Linked DNA regions of Mus musculus: all the other regions are linked to region 3. Evidence: chromatin contacts called from public Hi-C and HiChIP or PLAC-seq data. All regions are on one chromosome and are shown on one strand. The core of a region is the stretch at or near the end of the contact, and the rest is flanking DNA. Distances in the headings are between cores, read along the strand shown.

Region 1 (2,700 bases), core at 190-2,689, 1.4 Mb before region 3:
GACAGTTTCAGAGCTCTTGGTATAGGAAGAGTGAAAAGTGTCCATATGAAGGCCGTGGCGAAGAGGCTTGGAGGAGAGACCATTCGAGAAGGCTCTGTCAGGCTAAGCCTCTGAAGTGCCACTAGCTCCCATGGGTGCTTGAAGCAAGTGGTGTGCCGCAGCCAGGGCCTCTGTAGGTCTTCAAGCTGTGTGGCACACTTGGGTTTCCCCAGCACACTTCAGGAAGACGTTTAGTGCCCCTGAAAACCACAAAGGAAACAGTGAGCGCTGGCTGTTGCAGCCCCCAAGGGGTAGGCTTGTTCTCAGACTGGCATTTGTGTCTGTTTGCCACTGAGGGCTTCTCCAGCAGGGTTCAAATTGATGATGGTCCCTGGCTACTGTCCTTCAGGTACACCTTTGCCCACCCCCACCTTTTTTAGCCATGTCACAAGACCCTTTCTTTAACCCCCTTCTGCATGTGTCTGCCATCTGTGACCCCTTCTCCTGGAAACTAAGCATCCTTTCACTGGCTCCCATCTAGGGAGGGCTTCTTCATCTTCATAAAGCAGTTCTTATCCATAGCTAGGACACTCATGCCAGCCCTCCTTATGAAGAAGATGACACCAGGCCCTGGCACGATTTTATTGATTGAAATGGGCTTACAGTAGCCATGTTTCTCCTCTGTGTGGGCAGCAGCCATCAAGGAACAACTGGTTCTTCTTAGGTTAGGCCCCCTTTGTTGACTGGCCCCGGATCTGAACTCAGTCAGGCCATGTTTGATGTTAGTATGGTGGCTTATGTGTTTCAACAAAGCTGCTTACAGCCAAACACAGCTGGTTTGCAAGCTAACTCCCCACCTCCTAATTTTAAGAAATGCAGTTTTGTCCAGCTTGATAATTGAAAGTGGCTGGGCTTGGAAGGAAAAGAATGGCAGCTGCCAGCTCCTGCAGCCACCATCCATGTGGCCGTACTGTCTGTCAGGTCCAGGGCTTGCTTCTGCTCTTCTGTGTCTGCTCTCACACCCACCCCTGAAGGGCAGTTTTGAGCATGGCTTTGCAGTAAGGCTGTCAGGCTCTGAGCCCAGAGCGTGCCAGTGGGCATGCAGACAAGGCCTACCTGGCCCTCAGCCCGCATCCTGCCTGGCCTCTGCCCCCTTGCCCGCATGGCCCTGATCCTGCTGCACAGAGGGTGATTTGAACGTTAGCAAGCTTCTTTTCTCCTTAACTTTGAGTCAGGATGGTTACATTTACAGCTGGCTGAATACTTCCCAGAGGACGCTGTAACGATATTGATTTTAGCGAGATGAGTCATATGCCTGCTGCCTGGGAACATAGGCTCAATTACCACGGGCCAACAACACAAGCTTTTCCCTGTCAACATTTTCCCTACATGTCCCTGAGTCTGTGGCTAGGAACAAAGAGCCACGGAGGAGGAAAGGTCACGAGTCGCCGGTGGGTCTGGAGGTGGGATGCAGACAGAGGGACTCTGGGGTCAGACGAGCCAGTCAGTGTCTGTGTGGCTGGCCGTAGGGCCAGATGTCCTCTCCCTCACCAGACTCCCTTTCCTCAGCTCCGAGATGCAGATTAGTTCCTGCCCTTACCCAGGATTGCTGTGTGACAAGTGCAGGATCCAACCAGGCCTGCGGGGATAAGCTTACTGTACATGTTGGTCCCCCTTCCCACGTGTGACCTCAGAGTAGCATAGCCAAGGTGAGCTCCCTGCAGGGGGCATGGTCGTCCCTTCTCTTTCAAAGGGATCAGTACTTGGGTTTCACTTCATCTGAAGTGCCATTGATGAGTCAGGAGTGGTCTGGGAGCCAAACATGCTGAGTGAAAATGGAGGTGCATAGGCCCCGACTCAGCATTAGGCTGCCAGATGTTGTCACCCTGGCTACAGGAGGGGCTGCCCCAGGTAAGCTTGATTTCTATCCCAGCGCTCAGTGGTTGCCTGCCTGGGTCACCCAGCCCCTCAGTGGTACTGGATGGAGAAGCTATGGAAGTGGTAGTGTTTGGAGAGTGAGTACTCAGAGTTTCTGTGGAACCCTTGAACCATGGCTTTGCTTTAAAGGACGGTTTATTCTAGGGCTGTGGATTGAACTTGGAGCCTCAGACTCATAAGCAAGGACTCTGTGCTGACACCCCCCCCCCCAAGCCCAGAAACATAGTTTCTATTTGTATCATTATCGATCCAAAAGGGAAAAGAAGTAATTTTTCTTAACTCCAAGAAGATCCAAACAGTTTTTATACTGGTTGAGCTCATTATAACCAGATCAATACAGCCAAGTGCCAATGGATTACATATTTTAAAGCTCAATTTCCTATAAGCCTGCAGTGAATAAACAGAAATTCCTATAACAAGCAGACAAGCAAGATAGTCCCAAGGTGAAAGGTCTGTTACAGCTAGCCCAAGAAGAAGCCCCGCCCAGGGGGAGAACTGATAGACAGGCGACCGTTTGGGGGAGGTGAGAGAGTGCCACGGATTCCAGGAGAAAGACCTTCACCTCAGAGCGGCCAGTGCTCTTGGTCAAGCTTCTCCTTGCTGACTTATCTCCCGCCTTTCCTTTCTGCAAGGCTCCTCAGCAAAGGTGCAAGGCAGCCCAGGCCTGCTGTGTTCTCCAGGCCTCCCGGGAAAGCCCAGCAGTCATTAGTCTCTTAAGGTTCCCATGGTTAAAACCCAGCATCCCTTGGCTTTAGCTTTTAATTTAACCACAGATGAATTCAA
Region 2 (2,878 bases), core at 132-2,631, 1.4 Mb before region 3:
TTTAGCCTTTTTTAATCTTCTAGCCACCCCATAAAGTTCCATACATTTTCCCTATCTTATATCTAAGAAAAGGAAGACTCAGAGAGGTATAGTATGAGGCTTAGGGCCACACAGCTGGTAACAGGCAGAGCTAAGATTTGAGTTCAGCATAGTCAGTCTTCTAAATTGTAGTTACTTCAAGCACCTCTCTTGAGGCCTGTGCTTTCTGGCTCGTGATCAGGTTACCCTGCTCTGAGACAGCCCAGCAGTGTGGCATGGAGCAGTGGGCCAGAGCCTTCTTGGGCACTTTCTGACTGTGTCCTAGGAAGGTGCCACTTCTCCTCTTGCCCTTTACTTGCTGGTGATGTATGGCATGACATCATCTTGGGTGGTTGCTGGTTATAAGTAGCATGTGTAAGCCATGGCTGTCATGCATTGACTCAGGCAGATACTCTCAACATGGAGGCTCTGCCTGGGCATCCCTGGCTGGTCAGGTTCATCCACGGGTCCCATCTCACATGTATATCACATGGCTGGCTGCCAATAGGATTGAGTGAATGGCAGCCTGGCACAGTATGTACCACCATTGTAGCCATTCATGAGATCTTAATGCTTAGGAAGGAGCTAGGCCTGCCAGCAGTTGAGGGAAGCTGTCAGAATAAAGGTTTGCCTGTCTCATGAAAGCGAACTTGTAAACCTAATGACTGCTGGGCTGTGGAAGAAGTGTGTCATCTGGGTTTCTCACTTGCAACAGAACTCTCTGGAAGGACAGTTGGCATCTCCCCGTTGCCGTGTGGGGGTGGACACGTTTTATGTGACAGCAAGGCAAGAAAGCTAACAGTGATCTCTGAGGAGTTATGCTCAGCTTAACCCTTTGAATTGCTACAGCTTTAACATCAGCTCCGGGAATACTCGCAGATATCTCTCGCTGTCCGTGTTCTCTCTGAAAATACAAATGACTTGAATGTCTGAGGATTTGGTAAAGCATTGGTGTTAACAGGGATAGTCAGAGTGTGCTCAGGTGCTGGGGGGAAGGTGGGAAGTTTGTCCCAGGGCTCAGATCCATGTCTCCGAGACAGGACTCCGTGTGAAGAGCTGTATGTAGAAAGCTGTCCTGTCCTGTTCCTGTCACGCTACTCTTTGATAGAATGTTTAATTGAGGCAGGTTTTCTGAGAGCATTGTTTGAAGTAACTCAGGGGTAGAAGGTAGTGTTTCCCCCCGGGATTCCACTTCCTGCTGCACATTGAAGGCAGTTGTTGTAGGCAGTGTTCTGATGCATTTGCTCCTGCCCAGTAGAGCACTCCAGGATTCCTTGGCTGCGAACCCCTCCTACTCCAGTGGAGACCAGCAGCACTCAGCCAGCCCTTTTGGCTGTGGGCAGCAGGGTGGCGCTAGACACCTGGCTTTTAGTCCCCAGGAGGCTTGCCTCTCCAGGCTGTTCTGAGCTCCTGTTTTGTGTTAGCTGTAGAATGGGGCCCCATAATGAGGTTGGGGGGTGGGAGCAGGGAGAGGCTGATGAGCCTGATGCAGAAGCTGTGCCCTGTGGGGACCTGTACTGAGCTCCACAGGAGAAGAACTCCACTGCACAGACAGGCGTGCTGCGTGCTGCCCGTGTGGGGGAGCCTGGCGCTTCCCCAGCAGGTGTCCTCCTTCAGATGGACTTGGAGCCTTGTCCCTAATGTTTATTGCCTTTCTTCTTTAGGGATAGCGATCTGCAGGTCAGGCTTATTTGCGAGATCCATATTACTTCTGATTATTTATGAATGGATTGGCCAGGGGGAGGCAACCAACTCGATTAATTCATCAGTGAGGCAGCTGGAAGGACCTGTGACAAATAGTGCAGGCTGTCATTTGGCCAAAGATTGTCTGTGCTGGGATTGTTCCCCCAGGATAACCATGATGACAAACATAATTGACATTTTTTATTAACCCTGAAATGATTAAAGATGCTGTTGCTGAATTTGTGTCAAAGTACCCAGTCCCTGGCATTTTGAGAGGACTCGGTGTGGGGCCAGTAAACAGCCTGTGCTTACTTCCTGTTCATCACTTTAATCAGCCAAGGCAGACAGACAGAGCCCTGCCTGATTTGGTCCTGAAACCAGGCCAGAGACAAGACTCTGTTTTCCAGAACTCTCTGGCATCACCGTCATGAACACACAGGAGGCACTCTGTTCAACAGTCTACTTAGTCATTGGTTAGCAGATTCTGACATTCCAAGGTGTGGGCTTGGGGGACTTTCCCTAGGAGCTGCAGTGGCAGGTGGAGGCACAGGCAGATTTGGATGGGGGGCTATGTGCTGTTTGGGGGCAGGATAGACTGTCAGACTGAGTGGGCGAGGGAGCCGTGTGGGGGGCAAGTGTAAAGAGTAAATTTTGGTTAATGTATAAATGAATGGATTTAATTACATTTTATATGTGTATATCATTGTACTTAGCTCCTATCTGATCCCTCCCTCATTTCCCCTGGTCTCTGGGTCTCCCCCCCCTCCCTCCCCCTCTCCCTCTCTCCCTCCCCCTCCCCCTCACACACATACTTTAAGTGAGGTACAGTGGTGTGCTCTTTAATCCTAGCTGTCAGGAAGCAGAAGCAGGTGGATCTCTGAGTTCCGGTCAGCCAGGACTATATGGTAAGATTCTATCTAAACAAACAAACAAACAAACAAACAAACCAGAAGCACCACCACTACTACCACCAAGAACAACAACAACAACAAAAAACCCATCAACAACAAAACTACAAAGAAAACAAAAGCCAACCCCCCCCCAAAGCAGACCGTGTTTGCCTGAGTGAAAGACATGCACCATGCGTGCTCTCGCCCCCCTGCTTGCTATCCTGTTTGCTTAGATTCCTCCCCACACGTGCCTCTGTTTACTCTTATTTTAACCTACATTTTATTTG
Region 3 (2,860 bases), core at 30-2,529:
GCCTCCTCTGTGCAGTGCTGTGTAGCTGTGGGAAGCCAGGATTTTGGCTAGATGGCATGAAGCTGGCATTAAAACCAGTGAAAAGGTCAGGATGGGAACAACTGTACGTGGATGTCCTTGACGGGAAGCTGTTTGGGCATTCGTTTGAAAATGTCCCGGACTGAAGAAGCACCCTGACCTTCCTGCCAATTCCTAGGGCCCCCCAACCAGCCCCTTCCTGAAATTTGGTACCTAAAGCCAGAGCCCAGACCTCTCCCTGCCCCTCCAAATCCCTGGCCTCGCCTACCACCCCTGGGAAGCAGATGATGGAATCTTACTGGTGAACTGGCTTTGCTGACTACCCCATTTCTTTTTACCCTTCCACATCATCTGAAAGGAGCAGAGAAGCGAAGCAAGCTAGGGCGTTGGCTGGCTAGGGATTTGTCCCGATCCTACACCTCACCCCCTCCGCCACACATCCACACTCTTCCAGTCCCTCTCCCCACTTCCCTCCTGCTCAGGGCCTGTAGCAGCCTGCTCCAAAGCCCAGAAAAGGAAGAAGAAGAAAAAAAAAACCTAACAACAATAACAATGCTCAGAGTCAATTCGCCGAGCCTAGCCATGCTCACGGCTGTCTCTCAGAGCTGCCCCCTCCAGACTCAGTTTCTCTACCTGGGAAGGAAGCATAACCACACCCCGCCCCGGGACCAGTGAGAGTCTGTGGAAGGAACAGTGTATGGTGTGAAGGGGTACCCTCTGGAGGCTTCTCCTGGGGCCCCCAGACCCTGAAAAGCCAGAGCAGAACCAAGCCAATCGCTGCTTTAAAGACATACCACTCCCCTGACAGCCCGAGGGCCAGGCCAGCCATGAAGGCGGAATCAAGACCCCAACAGAATTCTGTAATGAACACTCTGCTGTCTCAGTTTATGAGAGAATACATAAGACGTGTAATTGCTTTTGTATTTCGGACACTCATTAGAAGAATAATAAATGTTATTATTTATTAATATGGCAATGAATCATTCAGTTTTTTAAATTAAACATTAAACCGCTAACAAATTAAATGTAAATTATTAGGCCCGCGGATGATGGAGAGGCTCCCCGGGGAGGGGGCAGCTCGCTGGCTGCGCAGAAGCACGCCGCATGTCCCGGGACACAGCCGCAGGGCCGGGGTGAAGCGAGGACAAGACGGCTTGTGGGCTCAGCCTGCCCCCTGCTGGTTATCAGCAGGAACGCAGCAGTCGCAAGCACCCCATCCGCCCAGCGCCAGACTCCTCTGGATCCTTCTAGAAGCAGCTACGCCACGGGCTGTCAGGCGCCTGCGCTCTTGTCCCGCATGAATTTTTGCTGCGCAGACCTAGTTGGGGAGGGCTATCTGGCTTGGAAATGCGTGCGCCCTTGAAAGAAAACCGCCTCCTCTGTCCTCTGCAGCCTGGACCATAGTTCCTGGTGCACTGTCGTCACTAATAAGCATCCACTTGTAGAAAAAAAAAAAAAAAGCACAGAGATCCTCAGTATCTAGCAGAGGTTGCACAGCCAGAAGCTGGCAGAGTAGGAGATTGCAGTCCACCTGTGTCCAGTCCAAAGCCTGTGTTTATCTTGTATTGCTTGTTGGCCCTCTCAGGAGTTGGGGTCCCAGGCTAGTCTTCTGGAACCCATAAAGAGACACCTGTGTAAGGAGCCAAGGGAGTTATTTCCAAAGGACTAAACACCACATACCAAGTTACCTAGTGCACATAGCTGTTCAATAAGGTAGGCGCACGCCCACGCCCATTCCCAGGATATGTAAGCTGAGGCTGAAAAAGACTGCAACAAGCAAGAAATTAGAACTAGTACCTGCCAACCCAGACTTGGCTCCTGATCACTCCAGAACCAGACCCCATTCCTCAGGAAGCAGTGAGCAATCCCTCTGCCCACTCGTGTGCCCACTCCCCTGTATAACACACACACATGCTGGCCAGTACCCATGCCTTAAGGGAACACTAAGCTCAAATCGTATGAGTCCTCGTATGAGGGCACTGGGGGGCGGGGGGCGCGGGGGAGAACCGGGGTGGGTCCCTGACGCCGACAGTGCTAGTACGGCTGCTCTCTGGGACCTCCAGTTTATTCTTTAAGGAAGATCTCAGGAATTGAGCCACTGAACACTGAAGCCCCAGTCCCACAAAGTAAGGCTTCTAGGAAATACCCCAGACACTCGCTGAGACAGACTTCTGGGAAGGGGCTCACAGCCCACCCCAAACTGAGGGGGTTAGCCCTCTGCCGTCAGCCCAGGCTGCTGGGACAGGGAAGTCCAGCCCATAGGCAAGCCCTGGCTGCAGCTATGGGGTCTGAGGGCAGATGCACACCTGGGGGTCCTGGTCCTCTCTTTTACTCCTTATCTGTGTGTGATCTCCGCCCTGGGCTACCCCTTGGCTCCCCACAATACCCTTCCTGCCTTGGTCAGTCTAAGTGGATATCTGCTACACAGAAAGCCACTCTCTGTCAGATTATCACGTTATCCCCTCATAATAGGTACAACAATTATAAGCACCCATCAAGCCTGGCTGACGGACCCTACATCATAGGGCAGATTGAGCCACGGTTTGTTTCCCTGTGTCTCCCCTGCCCCTCTGACACCCACCCCTAGGAGAGGATGGTCGGGTGAAGGAAAGGTAAGGGGTTATTGCTTTTCGTTTGGCCCAAGCTGGGAACCACTGGAGGTTGAACTGTGAACTTGTTCCAGCTTTCCTCTGGACCTGGATGTCCCACCTTTGCAGTGAGGTGCTACAAGGTACCCCAGTAGGAGTGTGCAGAAGGTGGGGTGGGGGGGGAGGCCAGCTCCAGGACCCAGCTCCAGGTCAGATTGGGTCAGCAGCGTCGCCATGCAACGGGCGCCAGAATG

The links. A called contact is a pair of places that touch in the nucleus more often than the background predicts. HiChIP or PLAC-seq counts read pairs in DNA pulled down with a chosen protein or histone mark.
Region 1: a contact with region 3 is called in an H3K27ac HiChIP or PLAC-seq map of SST interneurons, with 13 times the contacts expected there. The contact joins two enhancer-like sites. A contact is called at or near these places in 1 of 15 datasets of contacts at CTCF or cohesin (large pre-B cells) and 1 of 115 datasets of contacts at active chromatin or transcription factors (SST interneurons).
Region 2: a Hi-C map of cerebral cortex shows a contact between it and region 3, with 3 times the contacts expected there. The contact joins two enhancer-like sites. A contact is called at or near these places in 1 of 15 datasets of contacts at CTCF or cohesin (large pre-B cells), 4 of 484 Hi-C or Micro-C datasets (bone marrow-derived macrophages, cerebral cortex, cortical neurons and 1 more) and 1 of 115 datasets of contacts at active chromatin or transcription factors (astrocytes).

The regions. Positions count from the first base shown.
Region 1 is chr12:108,983,497-108,986,196 of GRCm38.p6, forward strand. All of the region lies in intron 3 of Wdr25 (WD repeat domain 25), which reads left to right. Among named protein-coding and RNA genes, the nearest start is that of Gm52002, 61 kb to the right of the region's middle. Within about 2 kb of position 1,440, at least 39 of the 459 cell types and tissues checked have an H3K27ac peak or open chromatin away from gene starts, as enhancers often do. A contact at or near this core is called in SST interneurons, where this site is marked.
Region 2 is chr12:108,952,595-108,955,472 of GRCm38.p6, forward strand. The region is part of intron 2 of Wdr25 (WD repeat domain 25); the gene reads left to right. Among named protein-coding and RNA genes, the nearest start is that of Wdr25, 60 kb to the left of the region's middle. Within about 2 kb of position 1,382, at least 50 of the 459 cell types and tissues checked have an H3K27ac peak or open chromatin away from gene starts, as enhancers often do. A contact at or near this core is called in cerebral cortex and cortical neurons, where this site is marked.
Region 3 is chr12:110,372,397-110,375,256 of GRCm38.p6, forward strand. No RefSeq gene overlaps it. Among named protein-coding and RNA genes, the nearest start is that of Gm40577, 44 kb to the right of the region's middle. Within about 2 kb of position 1,280, at least 29 of the 459 cell types and tissues checked have an H3K27ac peak or open chromatin away from gene starts, as enhancers often do. A contact at or near this core is called in SST interneurons, cerebral cortex and cortical neurons, where this site is marked.